2 separate regions of the Rattus norvegicus genome follow, and region 2 is linked to region 1. Evidence: chromatin contacts called from public Hi-C data. All regions are on one chromosome and are shown on one strand. The core of a region is the stretch at or near the end of the contact, and the rest is flanking DNA. Distances in the headings are between cores, read along the strand shown. Region 1 overlaps Fto (FTO, alpha-ketoglutarate dependent dioxygenase). Region 2 has its middle 59 kb from the start of Irx3.

Region 1 (7,218 bases), core at 2,062-4,561:
TCACAATGCTGTGTCTGTGAGACCCTGCTCTACAGCCAGTTCCATGGGCATGGGGACATCACAGGTTACTAGAGAGGCAGTGAAAGGCAGTCACGGGTAGTATGGAGCTGCTCTGTGCGACCTGCTCAGCTAGCGTGTGACCATAGCAGTCTTAAAAGACTAGCATGCGGTGGCATTGAAAGCCCTGACTCTGAGCTGTATCGTCTGGATAACAGAAGCCTCCCCTAGACTGTAATTATATTGAAATAGAAACAAAGGCTACTAAATGTCACCCAAACCTGTACGTCTCTGGATTTGACTTGACTGTGTACTGGGGAGGAAGGTATGCAGGGAGGGATGGGAAGGCTCGGGCCGCCCACTGAATGCTTGAGAGTGAACAGCGCTGCCCATTGGCAGGCACTGCCTTAACTTGTTGCTGAATGAGGAGGAAGCACAGCCATGAGAGCAAGGTCATCCATGGGGGGGGGGGGTTAAAGCTGGAGATATAACCCAAAGAGAATAACATGGCATCTGACCCAAAAGCCACTGTTATGAAGCACACGGGGAGTGATGGTTCAAGGCTGCGCAGGCCTCACACTGTCTAGTCACAGCACACCCCCTACCCAAAGCAAAGCCCCGCTGTCTGAACTAACCACTCTCAATTTCCCCTTTCCTTACAGTCATTGGCAAATACTAATTTCTTTCTGTATCTAAAAATTGGCCTGTTATGAACGATTTTATAAATAAACACAATTTTTTTCTGTGTAGCCTAATATCGGGTTATCCATGTCATGACATGTAAGTACTCTATTCTTCCTGGTGTTGAATGATATTTCATCTTATGATTATGCCTTATTTTACTTACTAAGTTATCAGCTGTCGGACATCTGGTTGTTTACTTTGGGACTCTTATGAATAACACACCTCTGAGTATTCATGTGCATATTCTGGCAGGTTATGAAAAGGCATAGCATAGCTCTGGTTCAATAGCAGGCATTCTTAGCATGTGCAAGGTCTGGGATTCAATCTCCCATAACAGACTCATGCACACGTATGTGTATGCACATATGCATGTGTAGGTGTGTACATGTGTGCACACATACTGAGTGATATTTCTTCTCTATTGACTTGACTCAGTGTTCATATTTATTTCTCTATCACAGGATAAGCAAAGTATCTGTCAGCTTGTCTGACACTTAGAACACCTGCAGCCAGAATCGTTGTAGCATTTAATAGTCTCTTCCATTGCAATAATGTCCCATCCCAGCAAGGGGCCTAGACAGTGTTCGTGATGTGTGCCCGGCATCTGCCAAGGCACCTGGCATTCCAACGGACTGCATGAAATCTGTCCCAGTCTATCCCTGTGCTTCTGAGTATTTTGTGTTTTTTTGTTGTGCCTTTATTGCTGTTGCTTGTCATTAACCTTGCTGAGTTGGAACCTTGAACATAGAAGGAGGTCTAATATTGGGGATGAATGGGAGTTATTTCTCTGACCTTGTCAAGGGCAGAACACTTACAGCTGGAAAGATGGTGAGATCTTGAACCCAAAGCTTTGGACATAGGCTAGTTGGGAAAGAAGACACTGAGGACTCTGCCAGGATCAAGACAAAAAAACACAGTCTCATTCTTGAGCCAGTCATTCCTAACTTCCCTGCCTTGAGTGGAAGAGAAGTAGGTCCTGGTGAGAAGATGGCGCGTCAGGGAGGTTGGGTCAGGCTCAAAAGGCCACTCAAAGGCTGTGTCTCTGAATGAGGTTTGAGTTTAGTCCATTGGGGCCACTCCTGTGGCTTCAGGTCTGTCTCGGCTGCTCTGGGCAGCTACCTTGTCCTAGTTTCCTACTGCTATCCTGAGCCTAGGTGACATCCCATTTGGGCCACAACTCACTTCCAGTTGTGCTAGCAGTATGTGTAGTTATTAGCCCTCGGGTACCCTGAGAGGTGGAGACACTCACCTACTGAGATCCACTGTGACCGTGTCATCTGACTACGTCTGATGATGCCCTTCATGCTCCAGAGAGTGGCTGATTCTTTGGACAGCTAGCTAGCTGGGCACTAGGAGTTTTAGCATGAGTTTGTAAGTCACTATACTTTGCCAAAGATGAATCAGGACGGCACTAGGAATACACAAGGGAGGCTTGAGAAGCTGGGAGGCACTGGCCTACCAAGAGCCATTGGTTATGTTGTTGTTGTTGTTGTTGTTGTTAGTTTTTTCTTTAGTGTGTCTGTCCTTCTCCTGTCTCTGGTCTCTCCCACCCTCAGCAAAAGAACATCCTTGGTGTCCTTGAACCGGATTACTCCATAAAACTGATAACGCCATCAAGCCCCTCATAAATGTAGGGATTAGAACATTATATTCAAGGAGAGTAAGGACTGATGTTACCTTCTGTCCAAGAGGCAGCAGCTGACCTTTAGGTGGGCAGTGGTGTTGTTATTACTGCCATTGTTACTATCATTGGAACAGCTTTACGGGGACAGAAGCCAATTGGCTTCTGCATATCTTACTTATAAAATCAACGTGTGGGCCGGCGAGCTGGAGCTCTGCCAGGCTGCTGATTATGATGAGTCGTTGGCTGATCTTCTGGACAGTACTTCTTAACTTGTGTGAGAAAAGAGTTACTCACTCATCGGCTTATTCAGCAGGTATTTCCTGGGGGGCTGCTGTTCTCCAAGCCCTGCTCCAGGCTTTGGAAAGACAGCCGTGGGCATAACTGAAGAGCTGCCTCCTCCTTACGGAGAGCTTCTCCTCTCCTTGGGGGTGGGAGGGTGGTAGGCACTGTTTACCCTGGGCGAGCCTGCATAGTGTGTCTGTAAAATGCACAGAGCTGAGTAAACAGCTCTCAACAGATCTGAACCAAAGCCATCCCGTTCAGTTTAAAGATAGCAAATTGTCCTGTCTGGGCTTCCCCATACGTGGTCACTTGAGATGACTCTTTCCTTTGTAGTTGTAGAGGCCCCCAGAGAACAGCAGTATCCTCAGGAGCACCGGCCCAGGGATTCCACACTAATTGTCACTTACCTGCTCCCTGGCTACAGCTTACTTTCCCAGACATTTGCCACCTTTTAACACCTTCACTCTAAGAAAGGTTTAAGTTGAGTCCAAGTGTTGTATTGGGAAATCCCCCTGAAGAGAGCACTTGTAAAACCACACCTGTGACATAGGTGTTGGGGATTATGGGTGACAATGGGCTGTCCTTTATCAATGGTTGTTATTGTTGCTGTGACTGGTGTGAGTCACTTGTCGGTTCTGTAAATATTTACTGAGTTCCTAGCTGGTACTGTCCTAGACCCTGGGGCAGCAGTGATGAGTAACCCCTGATTAGAAGGGGATTGTGTAACACAGAGCAACAAATACACAGAAAGAGAATGAGTCACAACTTCATGGAAACCCGGGTCCCAGAGAGGAAAGATGGGGATTCTCCTCAGGTGCTCTAGAGTGACTCACAGTAAGCCGGCCTCTGTGAGGATTACCCATCCTCTGCAACACCGTGCTGGCTGCTGGTTGGTAAATAAACTGCCCACCCTTGAGAATAAGCAGGAAGGAAAGAAAACCATGTTTAATATGGTATAGGGCTTTGGATAGAACCTTGCATGAGATTCCTCATTCTCAGTTTTGAATGTAGGACAAAGCAGGTTTTTTTCCTAGAGCAAATTGTGTGACGATGACATAGTGGTTGTCCATGTAGGATCCAAATCATACCGTCGGGGCTTGAACTTGGCTCCACTTCCTAACTCTAGGAAAGGCACAACTGAAGATCGTACTAGACATGTTACTCAGCTTCCTCTGAACCTCACTTCTTCTGTTAGTAATTTACCTGGGGATAATGGTGGGACCTACTGTAAAACACCTAGGACAAAAACCCGACACACATGAGGTACTCCGTAAGGTCATCCTCATCATAGGTCAGGTGGAAGTTTGAATGCGAATGACCCTCGTAGGCTTGTGTGTTTGAATGTCTCATTCCCAGTTGTTCTGGAAGGATTAAGAGGTGAGGCCTTGGAAGAGATGTGGTCTTGGAGGAGGTGTGACCTTGTCAGGGAAGGTAGGGTAGATCTGGAGGTTTCAAAAGACCCTTGCCAGGTTCAGTCTGTATGGCTCCTCCTCAAGGATCAAATGCCCAGCTCTCAGTTACTGCACCAGCACCATGTCTTCCTGCCATGTTGATCCTGGAGTCATGTACCTCCAGTTTAAACGCTCTCTCCTATAAGTTGCCTTGGCCATGATGGTGTCTTCTCACGGCAATAGAATAGGGTCCAGATGGACCAAAAGAACAAAGTGAAGAATGAACGCAGTCCGTCTTTCAAACTGCCCTCTCCTTTGACAAAGTGTCTTGATGCCAAGTCCCACTTGATGCCAGCAAGTACCCAGACCTGGTACTGCTGAATGGGGTTTGGAGAGGAAGCCTAACCTGGGCTAGTTCTTCTCTGGGCTTGGGCTAGGTATTCTTACCTATAATTGACAGATGTACGTATGGCTCCAAGCTTCCTTAGCATCTGGGCGTAAAAATCTAGGCAGTCCACAGGCATTTTGGATCAATTCAACTTCACCTAAAATACAGCGTCTTGATCCACATGACCTCCAGGCAGAGGGCATCCTCCAGCCTGGGTCAAAGATCCTCAAGAGCAGCAATCATGGACATGGCTTTCTCCGTTCTTTCCTTAAAATCTGGGGTGGAGCCACTGTTAGCCCTAGTGACAGCCAGAACTAGCTGAGAACTTCTGAAGCTCCAGGAAATGTTCGGTGTTCTCTGTGACGAGATTGCAGCACAGGACACAGAGCACCTCGCCCAGGGCAGCTGCTGGTCAGTAGTAGAGATGCAACCTAAGCCAGCATGCCAGGCTCCACTGCTGGGAGCACAGCGGCCAAGCCGTCACACACATGTCACCCAGCCACTCGCATGCTTCAGTATGTTGACTTCAGTCTCACGGTACAGGACATCCAGTGCTTTAGGCTCTTCCCTGCTGTGGAGGTAAGCAGGTGTGTGTCCGTAAATCGGTATTTCCTCTGCCAGCTGAACACACCTCCCCCTTCCAGCTCTGAGTGCATCTCTCCGTGAGGCAGTTGTCTGCAGCCCATGCTGTATGAGTCTCGCCGCCATTAGTCTTTTAATGGGAAGTCTCCACCTGTTATAGCTATGTTGTTTCTTTTGTATTGATCGCAATCTTTTCAGAAGAGAGTGGGGAGGAAGATGAGAACATCCAAGTTTAGCCTGCAAGACCCTGTACACCTTCCAGGTCAGGTAATTTCGGGGCTGTGTTAATCAAGGCCGAGTCGAGCAGGTGCCCTGAGGTGGAGGGGAGCGATTTCTCTGCTCCATCAGCTGCACAGTATGTTTATATCTAGGAAACAACTTACTACATGTGAAGAATAGTAATTTTATTCTATCTTAGGGGTGTCCCCAGTGTATTTTACAAATTTACTTTGGAATGAATATTCCAGGTTATAGATAAAAGTTTAACTGGTTTCGGGTTTCGAAAGTGCCAGGGTGGGGGAGAACAGCACTGCCGGCCTGTAGGGGACACTGTTGCATCATTTATCAGAATCCTCCAGTCTCTTGTCCTAGGACAAAAACAAAACAAATCTGAAAATGAAAATAGGCCAGTCACCTGAAAATTGCTCATTAAAACCGTTTGACGGGTCCCAGTTTCAGGCCTGCGTGTGGCTTCTCTGGTGTCGGTTGCTCGGGCAGCTCAGGATTCCAGGCACAGACGGAACCGGCTTGCCGTGTCAGGGAAAACACAGTGATTGGCATGACTTCTGATGAGCCGCCTCTGTTGCCACCCCTGGACTTTGTAATTTAATAAACATCCATGTTTTGTTGATCACCTTCATGGGCTCCTGAGATATGCCCGCACTGTTGAAAAGATTTCCTGGAAGAACCTTTTCAGAAATCTTGATTCTCTACCTTTTGTGCATCCTTCACTGCCAATGGTGTTTGTCTGTTTGTGCCAGTTGTAGTTCCTGGCAGGCTCCCCTGGGGTGGGGGTGAGGGGGCTGAGGTGTCACTATACCACCCAGCTCCCTGATAGCCTCTGGTTTGGTGCCCATCCCCTTCTGCTCTGTGGCTCTACCCACTTGCCCCATGGTTTAGCCACAACCACCCCCCCCCCACCTTCCTGTCCGGCTTGGCTTCTTCTGTCCCTGTACATGAGGCCTGCAAAGTGACTACCATGAAGCCTCAGAAAAGCCCAGTTTGTGCTGAGTGTGTGTGTGTGTGTGTGTGTGTGTGTGTGTGTGTGTGTGTGCGCGCGCACACACACACACACACACACACACACACGGCAATCACACTGCTAGCCTCCTCCGGTCCCTGTTTCACCATCAATTATGCCATGTGTTTCGTCCAGTTGGCGTTACCCTCCCAGTGTTAATTATAACCTACAAGACTGTTAGAGTTAATTTTATGGCAAGCATATTGTCTCTTCAAGGCTCCATAGCAGCTCATAAATTATCTTGAAGGTAAAATGTAACTTGGGGAACCAGTTATGAAAATTCCATCCATCTCGCTTAGAACTGCAGCTGCTACTGTCAGCTGCCTAGCTGCTGCATTGTGAAGGAATTATGGTGGGTCAGGTTTAAGAGGGTAGGCCCAGGCTGTCATGGAGGAGAAAGGCTGTCCTGGCCCTGTCAGACAAGTGCCTTCTGCCAATCCCTAGTGGTTTCACTTTAGAGGCAGACAGAGGCAGGTAGCGCAGGTGGACAGTCCCCAAGCTGTCTGTATTCATTACTTTACAGAGACTTGCAGGTAGGTAGGCAGGGCCTTTCCTCCCCTCTGTTGTCATGATGTTAGGCATCACCCACAAAATGTGAGGGAAATAACTTTATAACTCACCCCGGCTTGGTCCAGGAGACTGGCCAAGCACTGGGGAGGAATCTCCAGGGCCAGCCCCTCCATCAGCCCCTTGCTGGCCTCCCACACGGTGATTCCTATCTTACAGAAGCCCCAGGCTTGAGTGAGCATTTTATTTGTGGTTGTTATTTTTCATATAATCTGATAAAAGTGAGATTTCACTGTGAACGTACTCTTAAATTGCCTACTAAGTAAATTAGCGTGTTATCTTGTTGGGGTAATAAGCATACTCCTTTGCCATCCCCTCACGCCGAGCTGAAGCTTTACATTTCAGCCCTCGGGACTTTGGCATTATTATTTTTAATGACTGAACACAAGTCTTTCATTTAGCTTGTTTGTATAGTCACTGTAAATGATCTTTCTGCTGCCGGCTCTCCATTTGCCTTCTGCAT
Region 2 (7,346 bases), core at 1,453-3,952, 210 kb after region 1:
GTAGTGGGGAAAAGTAACAGAAGCCTACTGTGTGCTTGCCTTTTCATCCAACGCTATAGTAGGCCATCTTTCATAAATGTCAAAGTTAGCCTCTTAAATATTGTTTCCACCATTCTGGAAATGAGAAAACAGAGGCCCAAGCTGGTTAAACAGCCTGGCAGGGACCACAGAGCTACTGAACAAAGCCGCTGCTAGAAATCTGCAGGCCACTCCAGCTCCTCCCTCTTAACTGGATGATAGTTTAGCAGCTAAACCCAGATCACTGACCCCAGAGAGGCTCTCACTCCTAAGCACAACTCTTGTTGTGCCAAGCAGGGAGCTAGAGTTGCTGAGTATGTGGGACTGTCCCCCTAGAGAGACCCTAGAGCATTCTAGAGAAACTGCCAAGCCCAGGCTGGGTAAGTGGACAGAAAGAGGAAGTAAGGAGCCAGAAGAGGGCAGAGAGAGCCCAGGGGACTGTGGGCCGCCTGTGGCAGAGCTAGGGCTCCAGAGCCAGATCTCCTTAAAGGACCAGGTCCCAAGGGCACAAGGGACATAGTAAACCTTGTTGTACCTCCATGGTGCTTGGGGTTGGAGCTAACAGAACAGAGCTGCAAGAGGCAGGGTAGGTAGGAGAGCAGAAACAGAGACCTGGGTGTGGGGTGGTCATCACAGCCACTCTGGTCATCATTAGCTTTCTGATCACTGTGACCAAAATCCCCCCGACAACAACTTAAAGGAAGAAAGATTGGCCCATGGCTGCTTGGCCCCATGCTGAAGGCAAGCTTTCCTGGTGTCAGGAGTGTGTGTGGTAAAGAGGCTCACATCTCCATGAAGCAGAAGCAAGATATGCTGCCTCCCTCTTTCTCCCACTTACTCTATCTGGCCTTGAGCCTATGAGATGGCACTGTTCAGATTCAGGGGGTGTCTTTCCCCAACTTCAGTGAGTCCTCTCTGGGAATGTACTCGCAGGCACCCAGAGGGCTGCACCTCACCAATCAGTCACCTGGGGACTCTAAATTCAGCCAAGTTGACATTGAAAACCACACTGTCAGTCACAGTACAGTAGGAAGGGAACACACACTCACAAAGAAGATGTGATACGGGGAAACATGCAACAGCCGGGTGTGTGTGTGTGTGTGTGTGTGTGTGTGTGTAGGATGGGTGGAAGAAAGGCTGGGCACAATGCTGGACAGGCAGGCAGGCAGGGTTTCTCTGAAAAAGCACCTTCTGAGCTAAGGCAGGTGCAAGACGCATATATATATATGTTATATTTAATATCATGTTATAAAGTATATATTTTAATATATCATGAATATATTTCAATATCACACTTTGTGATGTTATATTGTGTTATGTAATACATTTATTATGAAAAGCTTCATGGATCTTAGATAAATATTATATATACATTATATGGTACGACACTATAATATGCAATATAATATAATGTGAATTGTTTTAATTGAATTGGTATATTAATATATGATCGCATCATATTACAATACAGTAAAGATGCAACTATGTGAGAGGACAGGGAGGAAGGCTGGGTGTGGTGCCACGTGATTTTAATCCAACACCAGGGAGGTAGAGGTAGGCAGATCTCTGTGAGTTCAAGACTGCTGGTTATTCTATTTCCAGGATAGCTAGGGCAGAGAGAGAGAGAGAGAGAGAGAGACAGAGAGACAGAGAGACAGAGACAGAGAGAGACAGAGAGAGAGACAGAGAGAGAGATCAGTTTAGCTTGAGGAAATAGCCCTGATTTGAGTTGATTTAAGTTCTGAGCTCAGGGTATGCTGTCAGAGTGAGAGCAGCCCCGTGGGCCACCTTCTGCAGGTCCCTGTGATTCAACATAGGATGAAGACTCTACCAGCCACTTTGAAAAGATTTCTCGACTATCTAGTTGAGCCTGGATTGGGATGGGATCGATCTGTGTCATCCCTTGTCAGACCAAGGAGACCAAACTGATCACACAGGCTTGATGCGGCGAGATCCCCCCGACTGCTGGATGTGCTAGGACCCTTTCCTGGACTAGGAATGGGAATGTCTCTGATCAACTGAGAATTTCTCTGAGATCCTAAGGGCCGTCAGTTCCTCTCAGGCCCAGTAGAAGAAACCTGCATCTAGCCTTTGCCCCAAATCCACTCTGATGTCTTTGATTAAATTGATTTGCCTGTGTGATTTGATGTTGCTTCTCTCTAACTTGCAGACTGGACCTTCATCGGTGGCATCCATGACTATGGTTGTTTGCAACAGCACAAGGGCAGCCCTCCCCCAACCCAGACAGTTAAAACTACCACCGACCGCTGCCACCACCCATTGACAACAACAAAATCTTGGCCCCTATAATGGTTTGGATGCCTAAACATAAAGGATGTCAGCCAGGGGACAACACATGTCCACATCACACAGCCCTGACTTGGAGCCAACACAGACATCATCTATTCAAATCACAAACAAATCGTTGGCCCTTGCTATCTCCAGTTAGTCGAACTGGAAATCAGGAGAGCGGCAGCATTTGCAGGCTCTGTCAGATCTGAACTGCTTATGGTAATCAAGAGGCAGCTTCCGAGGGAGGTTACAGAGTGTGGAAATAACCAGCTTTGGTTTTTAAAAGAAAAGCTTGTTTGGTTGTGAGAGCCAGGTTCTCCCCCTGGCCGAACTCACTTTTGCCTCCTCCGTATGACATGGATGTTGATTTGAAAGGTCCCCGGCTGTTGGCCTTTGCGCTGTTTATTTAAGGTGTTTGTACAAGAACAAGCTATGGAGGAGCAGGCCAAGAAGGCCAGGGGGTTATTGATCATGCTCACACGAGGCTGCAGCGTCAGGCCACGTTCTGTCCATTGATTGCTGATTGCTCTGTGAAGCCTTTCCCCCTCTCCAGTCACAGACACATTCATGGTACAGACAAATGTAATCACCACTTGCTTGCATGACTGTTGTGATTCCGAGCCATTTTTTTTAGACCCTGCGGTCAGCCTGTAGAGAGAGAAGTGGGAGGGAGCTGCTTCAGACACATTTCTACCCTCTACTGAGTAGTGCTACAAAGATTGCTAATTCTCTCTGATGAAGCTATAGCTCTGTCTGGGTGCTGGCCGGGCAGCCAGATAGAGGATTGATTTACTTGATAGGGAATTCTTATGGGTTTGTCAAAACTGGACACCCTCGATCCTCTGGGAACCGAAGGGCAGAAAACCCAACAACCCTTCCGATTAGCTACCTGCCTGCACCCTGGGAACCAATAACAACAGGGGCCAGGCTGTGTGATAGGTGTTTGCTTTGTCTCTGCAGCCTGGTTGGGCTTGGGGCACGAATAGACTTATCCTGGAGCCGCAAAGACGCTAACCAATAGACACCCCCATCAAATCCTTATGTTTGCAAAGTTGCAACTAAGTGTCCAGATGTTTAAGTTTGCTTCCTCTAATGGATCAGCAGGCTGTATACAGCTCTTTCATTCCGTGTTTTGGTGCAAGGAACTTTTCGATTGCAGGATCCGGTCCCCACCTCAATGAATTTATAGTATGTAAGGAACAGTGGTTTTCAAAGCATAGCTTTCTGAATTATTTCAGAATTACCTACTGGTTTGGTTTAAAAGGCCAGTTTCTTGGCAGCTTGCTCTCTCTCTCTCTCTCTCTCTCTCTCTCTCTCTCTCTCTCTCTCCCTCCTCTCCTCCCACCCCAACCCGTTTCTTTTTCTTTTTAAGGATTTTTTTGGGGGGTATGTATATGCCAGGGTGCACTGTGAATATCAGAGGACAACTTGAAGGGTAAGCTCCTCCTCCTACCACATGGGATCTGGAGATCAAAGCCAGCTCCTCAGGCTTGGCGACAAGTGTCCTTACCTGCTGAACTGACTTGCTGGCCCTGGAGTTTGCACTTCTAATGAGCCTTGGATGTGGATACCTCTGGCCCAAGGAACCCACATTTAAGAACTAGTTTTGAGGTGCAGGTTGAATGTCCTGCTGCGTGTTGGAATCACTTTTGAATAAATAAGATGCCCCGGGGGCCTTAGTTGGTGAGATCTGGAGCCTAGGCATTTAAGTCTCCTTTTTCAAAAGAGGGCCCCAAGGTTAATTCTCACGGGCAGCTGGGTTCCAGAACACTTTTCATAGTCAATAGAAGTAAGAGTAGAAGGTGGAAACATTTTGCAGCAAGTATGAGACCCTGATGCCTGTCAGCTGACACTTCGTTCCGATTCAAGCCCTGGCACTTTCCTTAATCTTCATGCACCTCCGTGTCTTTGTCTCCAGAGCTGAGAATGTCTAACTCCGAGCGAGCTATAGTAAGCTTCAAGTACGGCAATCTGCACGCCTGGCAAATAGCGTGTCTGAGACACATGCTTCCGGTACTGTCCTTAGGGTGCTGTGCAAGCAGGCTTGGCTCATTTTAACTTAATCGTTTGGTATATTTCCAGCCCGATTCTTTGCCTGGGATACCAGTAGAAGTTTGCCCTGTTGGATTTTCTGAGAACTGCTTCTTCAATGCTGCCTGGAGGAATTCCTGCCCTCTTTCTTTCTTCATTCAAACACCAGCAATCGGGTCTCCAGCAGCCCCAGCTCCTTAGCAAGAATGCCCTGTTTGCAGCTGTGGAAACATTCGTCATCCAGTGTAACTAAGCAAAACACCCCATCCTGGGACGTGTCTAATACACATGCCGGTGTACAGTGCCAGAAAGCAAATGGTCCCCAAGAATAATTTGCAAGACAAGCTGCAGGCACGTAGCGAGAGCTGGCAGGGGCCAGAGGATCCATTTGTAAAAATATGATTGGCAGACAGGTTTGTTCATTTCGTAACGTTCTCATGTGCTGCGGTTGGTGCTGTGTGTATTTTTTTTTTAAAAAGTTCGTGGAAATAATTTAGCCAGAAGTACCGCCACCAAGACTGAAGACCTCAGTTTGAGTCTCTGGACACACACGGTGGAAAGAGGAGAGCGCTAGCTCCACTTTGTTACTTTCTGACCTCACACGTGCATAGCAAAATAAATGAATAAAGTATCTTTTTTAAAAGAAAAAACACCCTCCGCCTTTGGGTGGGTGGGTGGGTGGGTGGGGGACGGTTAAAGAAAAGGCAGGAAGTTGAAAAAGGAGACTCCAGGCTTGAACATACACAGGCAGGCGGGAGGGTGGTACAGAAAGACCTCAGGCAGTGGAGGAGGGTGTTTAGGGGCGAGCAGGGGTCGGGAGGAGTGGGGACACACTTTCTTGAGTCAGCTTCTGGAGTAGAGATGGCAGTGGTGACAGAGCCCACTTGTTTCAGGAGCTTTTGCAGAACAAGCTGGCTTGGTATTTACTGAGGCTACCCGGGAGCTAGGGCCAGCCCTACAGGTCACCAGGCACAAGTGTTTGTTGAGTCTAGTGGTGAAGAACCTGGGCTCAGACAGCTCTGGCTTGAAGCCTACCAACACTTGGGGTTCTTCCTTTAGAAAATAGGCACAATGACAGTGTGGTAGCAAAGGACAGAGCTGTCCCCAGGATCCCAGGATGCCCACTCAGAACCACTCTGTTATCATGGAAGCTTATAGCTTTCGTCCGCTCAGATCCTGTTGGGTTCTTTGAGCTCTTTTTGGATACCTTACCCTGCTTACCCTGCTCAAGGAATTGGGGACACAGAGCTGAACAGGGTGGGTAAGGCCTCCGCCCGCAGCGAGCCCTTAACCTAATCCCAAGAGGCTCAATACAGAGCCATTTGAGATGGGTACCTGCATTCCTCCAGGGCACTGCCACGAGGGAACATGGAACCTGGGCACTGCAGGATGAAGCTGCCTGCTTAAAGTTCCAGACGGGGCGTGAGCACCTTCAAAAGCCCCGTGTCTGCTGAGGCGTGGTGACTGGGAAGGGCAGAGAGGAGCCAAGGTTACCGCCGCAGAGTAAAGAAAAAAGCAAATCAGCGGGAAGAAGTGGTGTCAGGTGAGTCCAGCCAGTGGGCTCTGGGAAGGACTCTGGATCATCCCAGGCTGGTGGGAACCATGATAAGGTGTGAGCATTGTATCCGCGTGACTTGGTGGGATTTTCATTTTGAGATAGTCCCCAGGGCTGCCGTGGGAGAATTAAGGAATGCAAACAGGAGTAGGGGACATCAAAGAGCTCCTGCCTTCTGCACATGGCATGGGGCTCACGGGCTCAGACTGCCCTTGTTCGCTTCCTTGTCCTGCCTCCCTTACTTGGGGGCAAGAATCAGAGAACACGGTTGCTGAGCCCAGGCCCTCAGTGGCCCTCTTTGCCGCAGTGATGAGCTGACTGTGGTTGGAGGGAAGATCTGCCTGCTCACAGGGACTCACAGCCCCCACTTTCTCGTGGGGGAAGCTGTATGTTTGCCAGAGTTCCCCAACCGGGAAGTCAGCAGCTCCATGGATGGACAGCCTTCCCCAGGGATGGTATGCTACCCCGGAAAGGGGACTTCTGGGCCACTTCCGTTCTTGGAGGCAAACAGATCACCAACACATGTAGCAGATGTGCTCTGCCTGGTACCCAGATGCCTGGCCAAGCTTGAGACGCTTATTCCCATCTTTCTGGGGCCATCTGCTTTGGATACCAAAGGAGTCTGGGCCAGGACATGTGACCGCATCTCTCCCCAGCCTTCGGGCCTTCTCTGGGGCTCAGATCCATGCGAAGGCCATGGCTTTCTGTGGTAGAAAAGCATTAGGGAAGGCGTGAGGAAGAGAAGCTCTTATGACCCAAGCTGGGTGTCACAGAATCCCCTGGCAGGCTGGCAGGACTGGGTTGGTCACAGGAGGCTTTTGGAAGCTCCATTCTGGATGCAGTCAGAGAGGTAGACCTTTCCTTCCAATGCATGACCCCCTCCACGGTCCCTTCTCTAAGCCCCTGACTTGAAGATACCTCTCCACATCCTGTACGTCTTCTAGCCTATCTTCGTATCCCTTCGATTTTTATAGCGGACCATTCGTACGTGAACTCAGTACTAAACAAGTGTTATTACCACTTTGTGCATTGTGCACCGCAGAGGTATAAATCCCACATTAACCCTGTCCTAAAGAGCGGCTGAGTGCATTTTAATAAATGTCCCCAAAGGTTTCAGTGTCTAGTAGCCAAACGGAATAAAAAATGCACACGCGTTACAGGGCGTTATGAACCTTTCTATCAAAAGTAATAATAAACAGACAGCCTGTTGGGCCGGGCAACTGGGTTATGTTTTAAATCAGTACATCGAGAGACAAACCGAGGCTGAGGTGATTATGGGATATGATCCAGTGTGGCCCAGCGATTTCCGGGGGCGTTGGGGGGATGTGGGGATGCTGCTTCGAGCAGGTAGGCCTCCTTGTCTCTTGACACATTTCCATTCTTTCAAGCTCTCATGCTACATGGTATCAGGAGGAAAAAGGCAAATTAAGAAATCTTTGCCGTGCTCGGA

What was found. A called contact is a pair of places that touch in the nucleus more often than the background predicts.
Region 2: a contact with region 1 is called in a Hi-C map of liver, with 2.9 times the contacts expected there. The contact joins two enhancer-like sites. A contact is called at or near these places in 3 of 12 Hi-C or Micro-C datasets (hepatocytes and liver).

Annotation. Positions count from the first base shown.
Region 1 is chr19:31,652,919-31,660,136 of GRCr8, reverse strand. All of the region lies in intron 8 of Fto (FTO, alpha-ketoglutarate dependent dioxygenase), which reads left to right. Among named protein-coding and RNA genes, the nearest start is that of Fto, 210 kb to the left of the region's middle. Within about 2 kb of position 3,311, at least 11 of the 93 cell types and tissues checked have an H3K27ac peak or open chromatin away from gene starts, as enhancers often do. A contact at or near this core is called in hepatocytes and liver, where this site is marked.
Region 2 is chr19:31,440,312-31,447,657 of GRCr8, reverse strand. No RefSeq gene overlaps it. Among named protein-coding and RNA genes, the nearest start is that of Irx3, 59 kb to the right of the region's middle. Within about 2 kb of position 2,702, at least 3 of the 93 cell types and tissues checked have an H3K27ac peak or open chromatin away from gene starts, as enhancers often do. A contact at or near this core is called in hepatocytes and liver, where this site is marked.